Regions from separate parts of the Zea mays genome. Here all the other regions are linked to region 2. A link is a contact called in public Hi-C data. All regions are on one chromosome and are shown on one strand. Each heading gives the region's core, a stretch centred on a gene start, on an enhancer-like site or on the middle of the called end of the contact. The rest is flanking DNA. Distances are from core to core; before and after follow the strand shown. Region 1 holds the start of LOC542209 (NADP malic enzyme 4). Region 2 holds the start of LOC100272648 (putative translation elongation factor family protein). Region 3 holds the start of LOC103636668 (proline-rich receptor-like protein kinase PERK9).

Region 1 (3,408 bases), core at 224-2,723, 150 kb before region 2:
GTGCAAGCTTCCCCACAGGAATTCCCATGCCCTATGCACATTTCACACAGAGAACATTATAAGCAACAAACTCTACACTTAGCCAAAAATTCAGATGCACAAATGATTCCTGACAGAGCAAAAATGGCTGGACAATAAACTAACCTGGCAACCAAGATCTCCCAGGCCTAAAATGCGCTCACCATCAGTGACCACAATAACCTGAATACTCTTCTCTGTCCAGTTCCTCAGTACCTCCAAGATCCTTCCCCTAGCATTAAAGCACATCATAAGCACCCTTAATCCTTTAAGGCTCTCAGCAGATATAAGCAATTACTGTGAGGAGAGGTGGAGGGACTACACACTTCTCCTTGAGGCTGATGTATAAACCCTGCGGTCGTCTGAAGATCGACCCATACTTCTGGCAAGCTTCCCCCACTGTTGGTGTATACACAACAGGAAGCAGTTCTTCGACATTGTCAATCAAGAGCTTGTAAAATAGCCTCTCATTTCTCTCCTGGAAAACAAATGCATCGTTCAACAAAACAAAAGCACTAGAGACTGAAAATATAATTTGGCTAGCTGCAACTTTGTGAACACAAATTTTCTCTTGGATAAGTCTGATGGGCTTACCTGAAGGTCCATTAGCGCAGTGTAGCGCTGCAACGGGACCTGGAACTGCCTAACATTCTGCAACATCCTCTTCTCCTGTAGAAGATGACACGCTTCAGTGAGTGAAATCATCAACTGCCAACGAGAGAAAGGCAGGTAAGAAAGTAGAAGTACCAGACCTGGAGGTCCTGAGATAGCACTACCGGAGGCAATAATCCTCGCAGGTAGTGCGTGTCCCGCTCTTTCTCCGTGAAAGAGAGCCCTTTGTTGTGCCTTGGATCCCTCAGCAGGGAGTGACCACTGAAATCCCGGTAATGACAAAACATCACAGTCTTGAAGTCATGCATACATCAGAACAACACCAGTTGAGTTTCGTCCAAGTTCATGACTAGATTACTCCACGATTTTCGTATATGAATGTGACACATGATGAAATGGACAGGTACATCGAAAGGAATCTCAACTTCAGAGTTCATCCGATACGTGGTCATCTTAATATTTACAGTAGAATCAGAGGATACCTGAGCAGCAGAATGAAACCCGCATACCTTGCGATGCAGACGGCCCACGGTGTGACAGTCTGGTCCTCGGTCGCGCGGTCCTCGCCATAGGCATCCTCCACACCGCCGGTCACCACGCCCGGCGCCATCGCAACTTGACCACCCACCGGCACGCCGCCGTTTTCCCCCTCTACTGATCCCGCCATATGGTGCACCGTTCTTGCGCCAAACCTCTCGTCGCGGCCGCGGCTGTTGCTCCACCACCAATGCCCCTCGCCCTCCAAAACCAACGTAACTGAAGAGCTGGCGATGCGCTGGAGCCGTATATATCCTCGGACGCGCGAGGAGGAGCGCTGTAGCAGCACGACGGACACCGAGGCCATTGGGTGACGGCGACGGCGATGCCTGTCGTCCGCGCCGGACACGTTGCAGGAGAGGTGTCGCCACGTACCCCGCGGTAGGCCGGCTCTAGAATGTCTTGCCCTCTGATTTTTCAAAACTGGCTGTTTAAAACTTTTACAAAATCAGATAGATAACCCTCTAAACAATTTTAATGTGACATTAATAAATAGTATCAATTTTGTCTTTTTTTAATTCTGTCTTCTACTAGCGACTAAACTTTATATAATTTTACAATAGATAATTAGATACTGTATTTACTCTAATTTTCTGTAATTTTAGAAGTAATAGCTTATTTTATTAAAAAACTATATAAAAATATTTTAATATTTTTGTCTCTAATTTATTTTTTATCTTTAAGATTATTTTTTACTAGAGCTAAATAACAATATTACTAAACTACTGAAATTTTATTGATTTTATTAAGAAAGTTAAGTATTTTTTCTTATAATTACTATTATTAATTTTATATTTATTTTTTAAACAGTCGCAATAGTAATAAAGCAATATCTAAATTTTACAAAGACCTTTTCTTAGCTAAATTATTATATATAAATATTTTTACAATTTTCTGAGAAGTTTAACTTTAGAGTTTTTTCTTGGATTTTTTGGGCGATCATTGAGCTTGTCCTAAATTCTTATCTCGGGTCCCTATATTTTTAAATAACATATTTACCTTTCTAAACTTATTCTGAGTTAGTATTTAAATTGCATGCTCGGCGCTGTAGACTTATTTTAAGTTACTAATTCTGTCCTTGTTTTGAGTTGTCAACTTGTCATACATGTCCTGATATTTGTGAATTGCGTTATAAACTCACATTAAGGTGTTGTTTGGTTCACGAAATGCAACGTAAATGACAACAATTATGATTCACGCTCGAGTACCAGCAGTAACAAAGTTTGAATATATCGATATCAATTTTTAGTGTGTTACTTTATTACATTGGACTTAAACAAATATAGTTTAACGTTACCAGTTACCTGTTATGTTACAAATATGTGAATCAAATAGCATATAAGGTTCACCCCTTCCCTCGCTTCATGCCATTCTCACCCAGTCGTGTTGCATATGCATCTTTGTCGTGTTGCACCACGGTTGCCCATAACCTAGGAAAGGCAAATAGAATTAATGCATAGTGTAACTTTGAAAAATTACTGCAAGTATTGAAAGAATGATGAACAGAAGCAACCATACTTGAAGTATGAGCAAACCACAGCTTAGCCATATAGCTTGAGGCATGCTTAAGTGAATATTTGAAATATATACCTTATCATGTTGAAAGGGGTTCAATATAAAAATGTGTATTATGAAAATGCTATTAATTGGCCAATTATTTGTGAAGAACCTAGACCTATAAGAACCTAAGGATGAGAGGGAGAAAAAATCATGTCGATACACCATGAAGATAACACGAAAGGTAGACACTATATGTGTCATTGTGTTGGATCGGTAATGGCACTAAGTATAAGCAAATACCTTGTGTATGGATCATGAATGTCCTCTAATACATCCAAAGAGCAGAGAAATTTTAAATTGAAGATCAAGACATGAATCTAGATGTGAATATGAATTCCCTTTGTGGCAAATCAGAATTGAATTAAAGTCAGAAAGTAGACCTTTGTGTCAACAATGACAAACTCATATAGGAACCAAAGTCTAGCATAAAGATTTTGTGAAGATGTATACTTTGAATAAGGAACATTCCACAATAAAAGCAATGTGGATTAAGGAAACCCCACTACCAATTTTTGAAATAAAGAAGCTTGTGTTGCACAGGTAATACTAGGATATGTGCTATGTATGAAAATCCCATTAATATATGATCAAGAAGGCATATGATGAACCACGTTAGAATTTTGCATAATAAGTCACAAGAGGATCTTGTAGATCTCTATTTAAGCATTGCATCCATCATTG
Region 2 (3,755 bases), core at 941-3,440:
TTTGCTTTTCTGTGCCCTTATGACTTTTGCATGTGTACATGCGCATAGAAAGGCAGAAATATCCAAAACGGCATTGAAACCAAGTGTGACATGTTTTGAGTCTTATTTTTTACGAAGTCAATGTTACGAATGGCAAAAGTCTGAAGCACATTGTTTGAAGTCCCAAAAATACAAAGGGATTTGCAAATTTGCCACTTAGAATGTTGGGCTTAGTTAATTTCCCATCGGGTCCACAAACCGTAGACATAGATGAACCCAGAAACCATAGACGCAGTGGCATAATACCAAAGAGAACAAAGCTCTAAGTGGCAAAATTGCAAATCCCTCGCTACTAACAGATAATATTACCGATGATAATACCTAGAAAAGCAATACATTCATCACAAGATGAAAAAACAGTAAGCCTTTTTATCCATGAATGAACAAGTGACCATAAGTAACTTGGCACAAACCAGATAATACAGCATCAGTAAAAGCATTAGCTCTTAAACATTGAAAACGAAATAAATTTTAAAAACAAAGAGGCTCAAAAATATTAAGGACTATATAACATCTAACAAAGTAGTGTTTTGAACATACCATGGTCCACATGAGCAATAACAGACATATTACGAATGTTGTTCTTTTTGTCCATGATGGCACGGAGCTCTTCAGCCGTGAACTTCACCATCTTTACTTGTTATGATGGTACCACTACAAATATGTATATGTATGCCTGCAGTTGAAGTTACAAAATGCTTGTCAGAATTAAAAAAAAAACAGCAATGCCTTTTAGTCCCAAGCAAGTTGAGGTAGGTTAGAGTTGAAACCCAACAGAAGCCACAAGTCAAGGTTCAGTCATGTGGATAGCTGTTTTCAATGCACTCCTATTCAAGGCTAAGAATTAAAGAACATGAATACAGCAAACTTTGAGTCTAACATCTGCACTAAAGAACAACAAGGACTATATTTGTCAGGATCAAAAGAGAAGCAAATATTTATTTAACTGTCTAATGTTTGAAACAAGATATTAACCCTTTCAGGAAGTCATTGGAAACTTTATCAAGGTTAATTATTCTAAATTTCACTCGACAAGATATTGTAAGCACACTGAAGCAAAGAGGTATCTTAGTTTTGAACAGAGGGTAGAACCTCATCAAACTACACAACTTGTTTAAGAAAGCATCAAAGCGATGATCAATCTCTAAAATAATGAATGAATTAATACTGATAAGTGGAACAAGAAACAGTAGATGTTAACTGGTTAAGGCACAACTGATGGGTGTACCATATGTATTACAATTGTGAACCAAAAACAATCTTATAGACTTGTACAGACAGATTATCACATTAATGGCATATCAAATTACATGGAAACACCAGAAAATATTTTAGACAAACATTTCAGCTGGCAGAAGATCCTAGCCTTCATGAAAATCAAAGATTCCAAAAAGGAAAGCATAGATTACTCAACAAATTCATGTAGACTTGGACTAGCAAATATCAATGAATGCTAATGTCCTGAGCATAAAAAATGGACCGTAAAAAAATAACAATTACCACCTAAAACGGATCATAAACATAACATGGATCTGAGACCTACCAACAGAAAAACAAATCGTTCGAACTAAATCAGACTATACCAGCTACAATTAGGCATGGCAAAACAGCAGATCTGAGTTAACAAATTGGTGTCACCCAAGGATCACAGCAGACCTGATTCATCTTAAACATAAGGTGCAAACTAACTGGTACACGCAAAAAAAATTGAAGAATCGAGAAATCTAAGACATCTGGATTGAACCAGGACTGCAACTTATCTTATCTCTACAGATCGGACAGACCAATCACAGAGAGAACAGTCGGAAGCCAGTAAACCCAAATCCACCTAAATTACCTCGAGTACCCACACAAACATCAGATTCGAACCACAAGCAATTGAAAACCTCTGATTCAATCCAATCAACACAAGACACCGTGAGATGGAACCAAAACGCCTTGAAGCCAACTAGAAATACCGATCAGCTAGCTCTAGCTCTAGCAACCAGAGAAGAGGGGAGAGAGAGCCAGTAACCTTGGTTTCGCCTCCCGATCTGAGAGACGAGATGTGGAGGCGCCGCCGGGAGAGAAGCACTAAAACCCTAGTGGCAGCCTGTAAAGATATATCTATAGCAGCGGAGCTGGCGCAGGGCGGAAGAAATATCCTACGGGGGCGAATATTCGGCCACTGACCCGCCTGGTTTTGTCGACGCAGATTAGCGGCGGGCAGCTGCTGGGCTGCTCGTCACTCTCGGGCAACCATTCGGCCCGTTGAGTAAGCCCACTGGCTCCTTTCCAAGGCGGTGACTAGAAAGAAGCCAGCAGGGCAGAAGGCTCACCGCCTCACGAGTCACGACGCGAGGTAACCTTATCTGCACTGCACGTAAAGATGGCAACGGTGAAATCTCTCTCGGGTTTTGGCTTCCTATATCTGTCCCTGGTTTTGGTTTTCTATATTTGTCCCTGCGACAAAAAAAAAATTGCTGGGATCCCCACAAACTCTTAAGGTCATGTTCGGTTCTACCCCAATCCATATAGATTAAGGCCTTGTTCGTTTGTGTCGTTTTGGTGGGTCGGAACGATTCCGAGCCGGATTGCTTCTATAATTTATATAAACTTTGATTAGCCGGAATAATTCCGGTTGCAATCCGATGTAAACGAACAGGGCCTAAGGGGTTGAGGGGGGTTCAATCTCTATTAAGTCAAAATCTCTCTCAATTCATATCAATCCCCTCCAATCCATATGGATTGAAAATAACCGAACAAGCTCTGAATGGGTATTTCTTCTCCATCCCCGGTCCCCGTGGGGATAAATCCCCATCGGGGATCCCGTCCCCGCTTAAATTATACTTATAACATACTTTCTTTATTATTAATATAAAACATTGCCATTTATATACATTGTCAGATGTTAGAACTTATTATGTGTACATCAAAAAATAAACATATTTGTACGACGAGTTATCTCTTAACAATGTGATTATTTATTTTTATCATTATATATTACATGAAAACACCATCATATATAAGTTTAACGGGTCCCCGCGGGAAACGGAGACGGCGAATGTTTCCCCATCCACGTCCCCGTTTACCTTCCTCATCCCCATCCCCTAATGGAGGAATTCCTCACGGTGAATCGAAATCGGGGCCTATTGCCATCTCTAACTGCGTGTATATAATTTATGGGTGTGTTTATTGGTTTTGTCTTTTGCTCCGTTAAACCAAAAGCTAAATCAAATAGCCAAATTTACGGAGCAGTTTTTTTAAAAAAAAATCGATTTTCTCGAAGTGCAAAATTAAAAGTACATGTGGGCCTTCTTTCATCGGTTTTCGGATGAAATTGTGAATATATATAGATTGTATATAACGAGCCTTGAGTTTTCAATAACTAGAGGAAGCCTAGATCAGATGGTGCAATTCAGTCGAGCTGGATCAGGTCCGGATGTCTATAAAAGAAGACCTGAAGTGCTAGAGTTCATTTTTTCACACTCCATCCGAATTCAGTAGCGTCAGCGTCCACCCAGGCGTGCGTGACGGCGGAGGTTGCCCGAGAGCGCGCGCGGCGACAGATCCCGACGTGCGAGTAACGACGGCGCCGCACGAGGCACGAGGTTCGAGCGACGTCACGTAAGGCACGAGGTGCATGCAGCGAGGGTCGCGCTTCGCGCGTGACATCCTCTGATCCGACGCAGTTCGGGCGGCCTGAGTGACGACTTCCATCTATGCTTGTGTCGTCG
Region 3 (3,619 bases), core at 824-3,323, 150 kb after region 2:
ATAGCCTACTAGAGAAACCAAATGTCTATGATGTACTCTGCTGATAGTATCGACCTCAGCCTTGAACTCACGCTCGCCTTGCCCATTCCCAATCTTGAGCTTCTTGACGGCAACTGGGCGACCATCTTGCAAAATGCCCTTGAACACGCACCCAAATCCACCTTCCCCCAAAAGGTTCTCTTCTGCAAAGTCATCTGTGATAGCTGCCAAATTCTCTGGTGTGAAGAGCATATGGGAATACCCAATCCCAGAGTCGGCTGGGGAGTATGGAAAACCACGGCTCCCAGTGCTGTACCTCATGAAAGGATACCCTGGCGATCTCAAGTAGAACCCATCTGTCCAGCACAAACAATTAGGACCAGCTTGATGTCTAAAACGGGGAAATGCCTGAAAAACAAGACCAGTGTTCACGCTGTTACCTGAAGCTAGTGAGGATCCAGCCGAAGATGGAATGTAGTTGGGCGGTGGCGGAGGAGCTGGTTGCTGTGTAGGCAGTGTCGCCGGGGGCTCAATGCGCCGGCGCTTTTTCTTGACGAACCAAATGGTGGCGCCAATAAAGCTGAGCATAGCGAGACCGGCCAGTGCTACGATGGTGGTGGCCGCTTCCCTCGATATCTCGATGTTGTTGCCGCTGCCGCTAGCTGCATGGGTCGAGTTCGAATGCGACTTCACGGGCGAGTGCGGCGTGTAATGCGACTTGCCGCGATAGTGCGGTGGCGGGGGAGGGGCGATTTTTGGCGGGGGAGGCGAATAGGCAGCAACACGCGCAGGAGCCGGAGCTGGAGCTTGTGTAGCTGGAGCAGGCGACGGCGACGGCGATGGAGAGTTGGATGGACCCGGCGATGGCGGCGAGACGGTGGGAGGCGGCGGAGGAGGAGGAGGAAGCGACGGCGGTGGCGGTGATGGGTATACGCGGGGCTGAACGCGCGGCTGGTCCGTCGGCAGCGGGGGCGGCGGGGCTTGAGGCGGTGACGGGGTTGGATGTGGCAGCGGTGACGGGGGAAGCGACGGAGGGGGAGCGTCCGGCGGAGGAGGCAACAATGCCGGCGGCGGAGACGACGGCGGCGATGGCTCCGGTAAAGGGGACGCCGGAGGTGGGCTGCTTAGCGGCGGAGGCGACGTTGGCGGGGGCGAAGAATGGTAGGACGCGGAGACCGGCGGAGCGGAGGCGGACGACGAGTACGGGCAAGCCGGCGGCCGCGGAGCCAGCTGCGCCTGCAGTTGCCCGTAGCCCCCCTGCTGCTGCTGCTGCTGTGGGGGCAGGAAGGGTTCCACGTACCCGTAGCCCATCGGTACCACCACCGCGCGTAACAGCCTCCACAGCAGCAGTGAGCCGTGCCCACGCGCGCAGGCAGGACGGGATCTGCAGCGCCGCGCCGTCGGCCAGATCTCCCGGCCGCCGGGCGCAGTCGGCAGCAGCTCAGCGGACTGCGGGCGACTGATGAGCGCGCCGTCGCCGTCCTCCCCGGGGTCTCGCGGCGCGCCAAGATCCAGGCCTCCCCACGCGAGCGGCGTCGGTGGCGCGCGCCAGATCACGCCGCGCTGGAGTCGAGGCCGCCCGCCAGTAGGCGCGGAAAGCGGCACCAAGTGAAGCACGCGGCAGCAGGTACGGGTGGCCAGAGACGGCGAGATCCGAGCCTCCCCCCGGCGGCGAGCCCTCCTGGCCAATGTAGTAGCGCAATGCAGCGGCTGGCTGTCTCCCTCAGCGCCTTGGGCCGAGCTCGCGCCTCTTGCCTCCGCTGTCCGCCCGCCCCTGGCCCCTGCCTTGGACAGCAGAGAGGAGTGGTATAATTTTCTCTCTCTCTCTCTCTCTCTCTCTCTATCTATATCTCCTTTTTTTCGAAGGAAAAACAAGTTTACTTTTTACTCATTGTTACGAAGAGGAGGGTGGAGGGGCATCGGGAGCTGTCGCTAGTGTCTGTCTCGGCGGTCCGCACCGCACCCACAGGCCACAGCTGGTCTCGCGACTCGGCGTCCCGCCCCGCGGTGCGGGGTGGTGGAACCATGGGAGACTCTGGGGGCGCCGCACGAACGAACCCGCCGTGTTGAGTTGACGGCGGCGCGCGGACTTTGGCTAGACAGAAAAGTTAAATAAAATTAGTCGGTTACTCGTGCGTTGCGATCGCTTACAACAATACCTATATAGACTATTTAAAAAAAAATTCAATACTTTTTATTGATTGTCTCTACTCTTCATATAATATTTTTTTATTTGGCTAACTGATGTTATTATTTACTCTATCTAATATGTCTTGGTAAAACACGACCAATGAAGTGAGCGATTAGAAGAAAGTTCACAATGACTAACTAAACGAACAGAGATATAGAATGACATAATAAGTCACATAAACTCAAACTTATAAAAAGATAGATCAAAATATGGAGTGGTTACTAAAGTCAGACATCAATAAAAATTGTATGTGCTCCATATAAATTATGCTACTTCGTAGTAATTACTAATGTTTAAAACCTACAAATAACCTTTCATTTTACTGTAGTGTGACAAATCATTGTTGCTCCACCCAATTCAGCAACCCCAAACATCATTGAGTCAATTACGCCAATGTGATCTCAGAAACGATCTATTGCTTGCAAGAACCAAGAACGTGTGTGTCGTGCTTGGGCTGTAGCCTCGGTTTGTAGTGTGACTCGGCTCGACACGATTATATTTTTTATTTTACAAAAAACGTATATGCATATATACAATTTATATCCAAATTAAAAATATCTAAGCATGATGTTCTACTAGTTAGATATCTTCACTCATTGTCTCCCGCACTTTTTCTAACAGGGCATGGTGTCTGGCCCGTGCCAGACCGCCGTTTGGTTATCTATAGGCGTGCAACAGGTTAATTTGAAATAGTTGTTAGAGGTTATTTGTAAAAAAAAGTATCGCGGAATGAGGGGTAGAGCTGGCTGGATTATGGTGGGCTACGTTTTTTAGAAAAAAGGACCAGTGTTTTGTTTTTCGTAAGGTACCTTCAGATTCCTTTTATTTATTTATTTTATGGACGTAATGGATCAGCCCCGACCATGTTGTAGGCTATTGGCTTGACTTTAATTACTCCTACTACTCCTGCAATGTTTTGCCTCGACCGCACCAGAAAACACAAGCTGCCGAGAAGACCGCTCGTCGACCGATCCATTTGTGGTTCCGCCAGCTGAGCTGACCACCGCCTGCATGGCCGGGCTTGGAGCTGGAGGCAAGGCAAACACGACAAGATAGCCTCTGCCCGTCCATTCCATTCCATGGGATTCTTTTCCCGCTCCCCGTTCTCACCAATCTTATGCCCTGTTCCAATCTCGCGAGATAAACTTTAGCAACTTTTTTTAAGCTACTTTTAGCTATTTGTAATCTAAACAGGAGAGCTAATGGTGGTGATTGAAGCTAAACTTTAGCACTTCAATTCATATAGCTAAAGTTTAGTAGGAAGCTAAAGTTTATCCCGTGAGATTGAAACGGGGCCTTACTCTAAGGGCATGTTTGTTTCAGCTTATAGATTATATAATCTGGATTATAATCTAAATTATATATAATTTAGATTATAATCTAGATATATTATAATCTACATGTAGTTGTTTGGTAGTTTAGATTATATAAATATAGATTATTCACAAA

Evidence for each region. Hi-C and Micro-C count contacts between places; a contact is called where the count stands out from the background.
Region 1: a Hi-C map of leaf shows a contact between it and region 2, with 9 times the contacts expected there. The contact joins the promoter of LOC542209 here to the promoter of LOC100272648 in region 2. A contact is called at or near these places in 4 of 25 Hi-C or Micro-C datasets (all in leaf).
Region 3: a Hi-C map of tassel shows a contact between it and region 2, with 4 times the contacts expected there. The contact joins the promoter of LOC103636668 here to the promoter of LOC100272648 in region 2. A contact is called at or near these places in 6 of 25 Hi-C or Micro-C datasets (bundle sheath, ear, leaf and 2 more).

What each region holds. Positions count from the first base shown.
Region 1 is chr8:181,576,613-181,580,020 of Zm-B73-REFERENCE-NAM-5.0, forward strand. LOC542209 (NADP malic enzyme 4) reads right to left here and starts at 1,474. Exons shown (of 19, transcript NM_001111822.1): 1 at 1,140-1,474; 2 at 771-891; 3 at 613-687; 4 at 345-496; 5 at 145-250; 6 at 1-31. The coding sequence starts at 1,474.
Region 2 is chr8:181,728,032-181,731,786 of Zm-B73-REFERENCE-NAM-5.0, forward strand. LOC100272648 (putative translation elongation factor family protein) reads right to left here and starts at 2,191. Exons shown (of 3, transcript NM_001359665.1): 1 at 2,054-2,191; 2 at 580-715. The coding sequence starts at 670.
Region 3 is chr8:181,879,160-181,882,778 of Zm-B73-REFERENCE-NAM-5.0, forward strand. It overlaps LOC103636668 (proline-rich receptor-like protein kinase PERK9), which reads right to left and starts at 2,074. Exons shown (of 8, transcript XM_008659022.4): 1 at 420-2,074; 2 at 1-335. The coding sequence starts at 1,290.